2 separate regions of the Mus musculus genome follow, and region 1 is linked to region 2. A link is a contact called in public HiChIP or PLAC-seq data. All regions are on one chromosome and are shown on one strand. Each heading gives the region's core, a stretch centred on a gene start, on an enhancer-like site or on the middle of the called end of the contact. The rest is flanking DNA. Distances are from core to core; before and after follow the strand shown.

Evidence for each region. HiChIP or PLAC-seq counts read pairs in DNA pulled down with a chosen protein or histone mark.
Region 1: a contact with region 2 is called in an H3K27ac HiChIP or PLAC-seq map of trophoblast stem cells, with 18 read pairs. The contact joins the promoter of Higd1a here to the enhancer-like site in region 2. A contact is called at or near these places in 5 of 39 promoter capture datasets (embryonic stem cells, frontonasal cranial neural crest, liver and 2 more), 3 of 115 datasets of contacts at active chromatin or transcription factors (embryonic stem cells and trophoblast stem cells) and 3 of 9 other capture datasets (adipose tissue, liver and pancreatic islet).

Annotation. Positions count from the first base shown.
Region 1 is chr9:121,854,776-121,859,723 of GRCm38.p6, forward strand. It overlaps Higd1a (HIG1 domain family, member 1A), which reads right to left and starts at 3,021. Exons shown (of 4, transcript NM_019814.5): 1 at 2,737-3,021. It overlaps Gm47112 (predicted gene, 47112), which reads left to right and starts at 2,972. Exons shown (of 1, transcript NR_168944.1): 1 at 2,972-4,433.
Region 2 is chr9:121,814,017-121,818,917 of GRCm38.p6, forward strand. Ccdc13 (coiled-coil domain containing 13) reads right to left here. Exons shown (of 16, transcript NM_028384.1): 8 at 2,577-2,738; 9 at 154-330. Among named protein-coding and RNA genes, the nearest start is that of Gm51698, 13 kb to the left of the region's middle. Within about 2 kb of position 1,340, at least 11 of the 459 cell types and tissues checked have an H3K27ac peak or open chromatin away from gene starts, as enhancers often do. A contact at or near this core is called in trophoblast stem cells, where this site is marked.

The DNA of each region.
Region 1 (4,948 bases), core at 1,771-4,270, 42 kb after region 2:
TTATTGTTCTTACACAGCATCTATGAAAATGAGAAAATATCCTGAGTGGGTCTTGATTCCTTGAAGTTACAAGTGACAAAAATTATCAGACTACAATCTACTTTAAAAACATCCCTTTGTGGTTGGGGAGGGTAATACACATCTTTAATCCCAGCACTCAAGAGGTAGAGGCAGATGGATCTCTGTGTTCCAGGACAGCCAGAGCTACATAATAGAGGGACTCTATCTCGAAAATATAAAACAAAACAAATCTCCCTTTGTGTTTATGCCTCCTGAACTCATCATGAGAGAGGCACCTCTATTGTGCTGGGGACACAGCTCAGTGACAGAGCACTTGCTAAGCTTGCTTGAGGTCACAGGTTAGATCCCCAGCATTGTCAACAAACACACCATAAATAAGGAAACAAACCATGGCTGGCATCTTTTCCCCATTTCCTAGGTGGTTATGTGTATTGTCCAGTGGGTTCATGGAGCAAAAGGGGGAGGGGGAGGGGGAGGGAGAGAGAACTATTTCTTTACTGTATATAAAAGAACAGAAGACACCCATCCCTTCCCTTCATCACGAGTATGTGATATAGATTATCAAGCTGGAATGGGTGGGGCATTTGACCTCACTTTCAGAATGTTGTTAATTTCATAATGCGGTTAAGAATTGGGGCGCATCATGTAGCCATTATTTCTTTTAGGGGACTAATGATAGCCAGAGTGGTGATATGTGCCTATAATTTCAGCCCTCAAGAGGGGAGAGGATCAGGAGTGCAAAGCTAGCCTAGGCTGCAAAGCAACACTCTGTCTCAAGACAACAACAAAAATAATGAAATCAAATTTACAAAAGACGCCCATCAGGCATGACAGGGCAGATGTCAGGCAAGAAGCTGAAGATGAGTCTGGAGCACAAAGAAAGCCACATGGATAGAACTGTAATTATATGACCCAGTGGATAAGGCATTTACTCCAATGCAAAGGTACGAATTTGTACCAATTATATATGCATTTGGCTACCAGAAAGGGCTACAAAAAGATGAGGAAACTGAAGAGTGTGCTGTGGTGGAAATTGCATGTAATGTCAGTATCAGACTACGGGAAGCAGGAGATCTCAAGTTTGAAGCTAGCCTGGGCTACACAGCAAAACCATGCTGGAAGAGGAGGAGGAAGAAGAAGAGAAGGAAGAGGTGGTAGTGGTGGTAGTATTTATGAAATATAGCCACTTAGGTGAAAAGGAAAGGACATGCTTTAAAACTCACGGTCAATAAGCTCAAATCATAACTTAAGTGTAAGAAATTAAGTAAGAGATGATGATCAATATCCTTATTTTACAGGTGGATAAATGAGTTTGAATTATATGACCATAATATAAGGGTCATGTGGATTGTTCCACACCAGGAATATATTTCTGGAAGGTAGGATTACAATCTGACTCCCCACATACAGTCCACAGTTTTGTTTGACAATTTATTTATTGTTAAATGAACATTTTTATGTTACAGGTGTAAATCTGAACTGAAAATATAAAAATTCATACTGTCTTTGAACTGTAAAAACTGTGTACATTACACCTATAGTTAAATGGGCTATTCTCTCTTCAGTTAAATTATCTAACAATTTCAATTCCAAGTTAAAAAGATTTTTTCCCACTAGATTTTTTTTTATTATCTCACTCACCCAATGACTGACCTATATCTGTCAGAAAGTAGAACATATTTTTATTTTTAAGTCAGCAATAACCAGATATTCAAACTTAGTTTGCTGAGCACATTATTCTGTAAGGCCAGGCATAACTACTGACACACTTTTCCAAAGGCATGGCAACCTAGAAGAGGTAAATAAGAAAATGGTTGGGCATCAGGTGATATAACAGCTGAAGACTCTTCCCAGCATGTCCCTTTGGTCCTAAGAACTATTACCTAAAATAGTAAATTTTAAATTCTGATTTTGCCTAAGTTACCTGTCAGCTTGTGCAAAATGGCTTCTCTGAGATTGTGATTCAAACGGCCAGGGGCACAACACTAGGATTTGTATCTTAAGAAGCCCTTTCAAGTTATACTGTGCAGAGAAGACCTTCTAGCACATTCCAGGAGCACCGAGAACCTTTTGAACCTGTCAAGAATTTGCATCCAAACTGTCAATTTGCAGGGGGCCTCAGTAGTCCGGGAAGCAGATTCCCGGGTAGGGATCACCCCCTCAAAGAGAGGACTGCTTTCCACCCCAGGAATAAACGAGGGAAGCAGAGAACAGAATCGAGTCACCCGGACGGCTGGCACACCTGAACCTTAGTCGTGCTTTTGTGATCTCTGCACCCCGTTCCCTTGTCAGGGGCATTCGCATTCCGCCACAGCCTTCCCTCCTCCATCCGGTGACACAGGGTCACGTAAGGTCTGCGCAAACCCCGGGTGGCGCCCGGGAAGGCCAGGCCGAGGTGCCCGAGCGCTGCGCCCTGCCTCACCTCCCACCTTCTTGTGACCTTGTCCAGACTCCTAGACCCGTGCGATCGCGCTCCCTCTCCCTCTCCTCCCACTGCTCCCGGGATCCCCGAAGCTGGCACCAGCCCGGTCCCCGTTTGCCATCGTTGCCTCCTCCGCGACTCTCGTTCCCTCGGCCACGATCCGCTCCAGAAGCTCCGGCCTCCTTCCTCCGGCTCCACATGCACTGGCCGACGGGGACCCCAAGTCCTCCGCCCACCCGAGGGACCCCCCGCCCCGCAGCCCTCGCCTCCCGCCCGGCTCCCGCTTCACTCACCGAGACGCGGGGTCCCTTCCAGTCCTGCCGGTTTCTGGCCGCCACCCGAGTGCGAGAACACCGGCTTCGCCTGCTGCGGCCACTGCTCGCCCCAGCCAATCAGAAGCCAGCAGCCGGCGAGGCCGGGCCAGAGACTCCCTTTACGTGCGAGGGGCGGTGGGCGTGGTCACTTGTAGCGCGGCGCCCATTGGCTGGGGGGCCGGCCCGGTTCGTGGCGGCGCGCGCTGTTCGTGTCAGACGTGAGGCCTGGGCGGCAGTGCTGGCGCGGTGCCGCCTGGCGGCCGCTGCCTCCCAACCCCAATTGCCTCGAGGTTCTCGCGACCGGTTCGCTGGGCTCCGCGAACGCCACGCACGCAGGCTAGACCGGCTTAGGTGAGCCGAGCGGCCCGCCCGAGCGGGAGCATGCGCCGTCGGGGCGCCTTTGGGTCCCTCCCCGGAGCTGGTGGTGGCCGGAGAGCAGTGACCTCACACATGCCTGGGGAGGAGTCTGATGGGGCAGGCAGCTTCCGGGGCGGGGCTTCGTGTGGGCTCCGGGGATGGCAGACACCGACAGCCCCACTATGGGACGTGTCTGTCCAAGACTCTCAGCGTAGCAGAACATGGCGGCCTCTGAGAGAGGTAGGCTACTGGTAGGTACTCAACTTTGAGTGACTTCAGGGAGAGGAACAATTGTCTCCTCACCCCGAATAGAGCACCAACCACGGACAAGAGAAAGGATTCCGTCTTGTCTACCCTGCCCACCCCTTGCCCCGCCAGAGGCAGCTCTGCAGAGGGCTTCTTCCCCCTTTGTGCACCGATTATATAAACTGGCAAGAGGAACCACAGTGAATCGGCTAACTTTCTAACTTCCCCATACCTCAATGTTTCTTTTCTTTGTAAACTAATTTTATTACATTTACTTGTGTGAACATTTGCTGAGGTCAGAGGACAACCTTCACCAGTCACCTCCTAATGTCTGGACCCTGGGGCTAGAACTCTGATTGTGGGATTTGGTGGCCTTTACCCAGTGAACCATCTTGTTGGGCCCTCAATACGTTTCTTGAATTTCCTGAAGGCTGGTGTAGTCTTATGAGCCACCTTCCAATAACTACATAACAGGTGTCATGACTGAATATTAAAATTTTGTATTACCATTTTATTTATTGTGGGGAGGGGCACATGTGCTATGGCAAATGTGTGGAGAGCAGAGGACAACATGAAGGGACCTGTTGTTTCCTTTGCCCACAGGTTCCAAGGATCAAACACAGGTTAAAAATTATTTGAGTTAAGTCATATGTAGGAAACATTCCATGTTATACATGATAAAACTCTATGCCTGTGGCTGGAGAGTTGTCCCAGTGATTTAAAGGCACTTGTTACTCTTCTTACAAGAGGATCCAGGTTCAGTTCCTGACACTCAACGTGAGGCTCCCAACCATCCCAACTCAGTGGAACTCAAACCCTCTTTTGACTGCTTCAGGCACCAGGCATGTATATATGATGCACATACATGTATACATGCAGGCAAGATACACATATTTTTAAAATAAAACTTTTATGGTGGTGCACACCTTTAATCCTAGTATTTAGGAGGGAGGCAGGTGGATCTCAGAGTTCAAGTCCTTCCTTGTCTACAGTACAAGTTCCAGGACAGCCAGGACTACACAGAGAAGCCCTGGTTCAAAGAACAAAAATGAAATAAAGCTTTCCATACCTTGGATATGTGGCAGCTTTGTGTCTTTGAAAGTATGTTCTTTGTATGGGTGTGCTAAACACAGCTTTGCTGAGCAGGAGTCAGTGGTGGTAAACGAAGAAAGACCTGACTAGAGAAAGCATGTTCCATAGGAGATCGGCAGTGCCCTGCTCTGAGTTTCTGCTGAGGCTGACTGAGCCTTGCCTGGAGTAACTGTTTTCTACACCAACACTTTGTTCAATTTCTAAAATCTCTTGCTAAGGCAGGATGCTTACCTGGGTAAGTAGATAACCACCAGATGTTGGACATACAGCTTATCACAAAGAACATTCAACTGTGCTGCACAGACCACAAGACATGGATGTATATACACCAATGAAAAAGCACCGTCTTATGAAGTCATCAGATTAAATCAGAACACTTGGACATACCAAAACCATATCAGAGAAACCAGGCCCACAAGCTTAGCAAACACACTAGACCAAAGAATGATGGAACTTCCTCACCTGAGTCATAGGACAAGAGGTAGTGCTGGGCGTA
Region 2 (4,901 bases), core at 90-2,589:
CTTGCTCCCCAGAGGTACACCCTCTCTCACCCACATCTCCTTGGGGGATCCCAGTGTCACCGGGACCAGGGTCATAGCCATCTCCCTCAGGCACTCAGGGCGTCTGTATAGGAAGCATGTCTGGGGTGGCTCGGCTCTCCCGCCCCTGCATACCATAAGGGCATCAATCAGCTCATCGTCATGCCTGCCCTTCTCCACCAGGGTTGTCATCTGGCTCCTGAGGGTCTTCACCTCGCTGGACAGCACCTTGTTGCGAGACCTCATGCCCTCGAACTTCTTTCTCAGCTCCTCCAGCTCTGTCTGGAGGGTGTCCCGCTCGCTGGCCAGTTTCTGTATTAGAAAATGAAAGCTGAGGGCCAGCCTATGTTCATAGCCCAGGCCACCCTGGGTCCCTCTCTCTGGGGAGACTCAGGGCTGGGGGAGCAGTTGTTGAGGGGCACAGGAGGTAGCGATGGAGCCAGGGCCCTGACTCATGCAGACTCAGCTCTCCGCTTTTCTGACAGGCACTTGGTAGACAGCTTTATGGCACAGGGAGGGACGGGACAGGATGGGATGGGATGGGTTGGCAACATAGCATCCCTCATGCTTTATGACATGAACATCAGGACTGGCAAGATGGCTCAGCAGATAAAGACCTGAGCTTGACCTACACAGGAGCAGAAAATGACTCCTGCAAGTGTCTTCTGGCCCCTACGCATGCACACACACACACATACACACATATGCACATACACACACACACACACATGCACACATACACACACACATACATACACACACACACACACACAGAGCACACACACACACAGCACATAACCAGAACTAGCTGCACTGTCCATCAAACCCCATTTTTTAACCTAAATGGCTCGTGTCCACCTAACTTGTGTTTTATTTATTGTTTCTAATAGAAACATAGTGCTGTTGGGGGCTGACAACTGGCCTCTTCCCAATTAAACCCACTCGGTGAGGGACCACTCGGTAAGCACAGCCAGCAGGCTTCTGTGACACCCCCACTGTGTGGGGATGCAGATCCCTTCTGCACTGTGCACCTGGCTCTAACCACGGTAAGCTACAAGCTCATATGCTGCATACATTTTCAGAGCCTCTCATTCCTTTCTTCAGTCTTATATTTCCTGTGGGCCTACTATGTGTCTGGGATTGTGACATGCTTGGGTAAAGCAGAGAGACAGACTGCTGCTTACTGTGATGTAGGGGAGGGGACACAACAGAATATAGTCTGAGGAGGACTTCCTAAAAAGGTGACAACTGAGGGCACTCGGGAGCTGCTGAGAAGAGCAAAGTTCCTTGTGGGCTAGAGGTCAAGAGAGGCTGACAGAGGCAAGGGCGGAGCAACAGACCAGACACTGACTCAGACATTCCATCCTATCACCTTCTCATGCTCAGCGTGGAGCCTTCAGTTTTCCCACACCTCCCTTTCCTGTCCGTCCGTCCGTCCTTCCATCTCAGTTATCCCAGCCTGCTCTTGTTAGTTCCCTACCTTAGTGTTCATCCTTGGTCATATCTCTGCTTCTCACATCTCCCCACTTCCTTCTCCCCCAAACCACATTACTTGTCCTAAGATCGGATGACCATGTCTCTTCACAGTTAAAGCACCTTGGTGACTGGGCTGGTATACAAGGTGCAGGAGGCTGGAGGCGGCCACAGGGAGGCTCCTGACACCCCTGGCCTGGAGCTTGGCAGACACACTTACAGATGAAGTCTCCCAGTGGGCAGGTATGGAAGGCCTCACTGTTGGAAGCCTGTGTCAGGTGCTGAGGGCCAGAGACAGCTCCCACTGACTCCCAGTCGGCAGTGAGGCACACCTGAGAGGCACACCTGAAGCACTACCCCTCCTCCCCTTCACAGCCTTGGGGCACTTTCTTTAGGCTTCACCCTATTCCACGATTGGGAGTGTGATCCAGTGTGAGGGTTCACCATCACTGTCAAGGTGTCTGAATTTGGAGTCACCTAGAAGACACACTCCTGGGCACCCCACTGGGGCATCTCCAGATGAGAAGACACCCATGCTCATGGGCTAGCACAGCTCACTGGCTAGGTACCAAACTGAATAAAGAGGGGGAAAATGGAGCCACCACACACTGGCATTCATCTTTCTCAGGATCCCATTCCCACCACACTTTCCCACCCTGACAGGATGGGTTCCCCTCAAACAGTGAGCTAGACCAACCTTTCCTTCCTCAAGTTAGTTTTATCTTGTGTTTTATCACAACAGGGACAACTTTTTTTTTTTTTTGGTTTTCAAGACAGGGTTTCTCTGTATAGCCCTGGCTGTCCTGGAACTCACTCTGTAGACCAGGCTGGCCTCGAACTCAGAAATTTGCCTGCCTCTGCCTCCCAAGGGCTGGGATTAAAGGCGTGCACCACCACACCTGGCCAACATATTTTCTTTACAGGAAGGTTTACATATAGCTCCTCTCAAACTGCCATAGTTGGACCACCTAGCATTCACTGAATGGTGGTGGGGTCCCACCCAGGCAGCTCAAACTGGTTGACAAGAAGTGAGGCCCAAGGCCCCCGTGTGAGTCTCCCATCCCTGTGGGCCGGGCCTGCCTCACCTCCCAGCTCTCCTGCTTGTCCCTCTCCAGGCTGCGGATCCTCAGTAGGTTTTTCTCCTGTGCTGTCATCTTCCTTGAGTCTGAACTGAGAGGCACCTCAGAGCTCGATGAACCTGCAGGCTTGTTCTGACGCTGTCCCAGTTGCTTCTCAAGATCTCGGACCTAAGGGCAGGAAAGCTGGCTGTCTCACCAGTCTACATCCATTGGTCCTGCCACCTAGGTGCCATGGAAGACTGTACTGGGCTAAAGATGGAGCCACCCCTCCAGGGTGGGCACAGGATGGGCACAGGCTAGGAAGATCTTAGGCAAATGGAGAAACCATCTAAGGGGCTTGTTTAGAAGAGATGATTCTGGGTCAGCGAGAATCCTTCCTCCTGACTGTGCCCAGCCAGGCTCCTTGTACCCACTGTTAATCCCCTCCCAGGAAAATGGGCCCGCCTGAAGGTACAGTGATGCCCTAAAGACTCGGCACCCAACCACCTCCCCCATCCCGAGCCTGCATGCCCCCAAAACAAGGGACGGGGAGCAGGAAGGGTCTGGAAGCTGTATTTTAACAAAAGCCATTGGTGAATTTTTAATTGTTGTTGGGGTTTTTTTGTTTGTTTGTTTGTTTTTTGTTTTTTGTTTTTTCGAGACAGGGTTTCTCTGTGTAGCCCTGGCTGTCCTGGAACTCACTCTGTAGACCAGGTGGGCCTGGAACTCAGAAATCTACCTGCTTCTGCCTCCTGAGTGCTGGGATTAAAGACGTGTGCCACCACTGCCCGGCGGTGATTTTTAAAAAAGAAATGTTTCTTTTTTATTATAAATATTCTCATAGTGATTGCACACATAGGGGTCTGGTTTCTCTGTGGTGCTTCCTCACATCTGGAACCTCGTGTGAACCACACCCACTCTCTTTCCCTCCCCTGGTTTTCTTCTTCTTCTTGTCTGTCTCTTTCATGTCAATTAAAAAAAATCCTCTATAAGAAAAAAAAACATGAAATATTTGTCTTTTTTGAGTGTGGCTTGTTTTACTTAAAACAATGATGCCCATGCCCTATTCATTTTCCCGAAAATACCATACTTTTGTTTTTTTATTTATTTATGGCTAAAATACCACTGTTCATATACACATCTCTCTTCCACCGTGTGCCAACAGCGTCTGTACTTTACGTACTGATGGGCACCCAGGCTGAGACCACATAGTGGACAGGTATCTCTGGGATCCTCTGCGCTGACCCAGTCTCCTCTCAGTGTATATCCAGGGGTGGTAGAGCTGGGTCATATGGAAGCTCTGCCTTCAGTTTTCTCAAGATCCCCATACTCATCTCCACAGTGGCCACACCATGCTAGGTCCCAGCCATTCCTCTGTCCCTACATCCTATATCCTCACCGAGACACGATGTTCATAAAGCAGTGGCTCGAAGAGAGGAAATCTTAGTGTATCCTTACCCTAATGGCTAAGGATGTTGACTATTAACAGGCGGCCTGCCTGTAACCCCAGAGCTTGAGACACAGAGACAGGGGAGGCCTGAAGCTCTGGGTGTAGGAGACACTGCCTCATGTCTACTCTGGCCTCTTCACACATGCACACACATATATACATTCCGTAACCATTTGTATTTCTTCTTTTCAGAAGTGTATGTGGAAATAATTGTGTATTTAAAATTTGAGTTGTTTGTTCTTTTGCTAAGGTTTTGGAGTTCTTTATATATTCTGATTATCAATCTTCAGAGCTACAGGTGGCAAAGGCTGCCCACACAGCAGGTTCTCATCACTCTGCTGGGCATTTTGTTCCCTAATCCTTTCCGTTTAATGCCATCCTATCAGTTCTTGCCCTGTGTCCCTATTCAGAGGGCCGTGTTCTGTTCCTAGAGCATCGCCAGGCTGTGGGCCTAACACTGAGGCCTCCGATGCCTTTTGAGCTGATACTTCTCAGGGTGAGAGGTAGGCTCTGGTTTTATGCCTCCCCACAGCTGTGCCACATGATAGTGGCAGCCTTTTCTCTAGTATGTGTTTCTTTTACACCACTGTCAAGAATCAGATGAGATCAGGCGTGTTCAAGGTGGTACGGAAGGAGGTAAGTCATTCACACAGCTTCACCAGAGCAACGGTGAGGAGACTTGAGCTCACATCTCTAGGGTCCCAAAGCTTTGGGGGATGTTGTTTCCCTTCACGCTGGCTTCAAGGATTTCATGGATAACCCTAATTTAAAAGGCACCCAGGAGGGTGTAGACTTGATCCCAGGGGATGCAGGTGGCATGCTCGAGGAAGCTTCTGGAAGCTTCTCACTCTAAAGGCAAAATGAGGGTGGAGGTGGGAGTAGGGTAGTAAATCTCGGCTAAC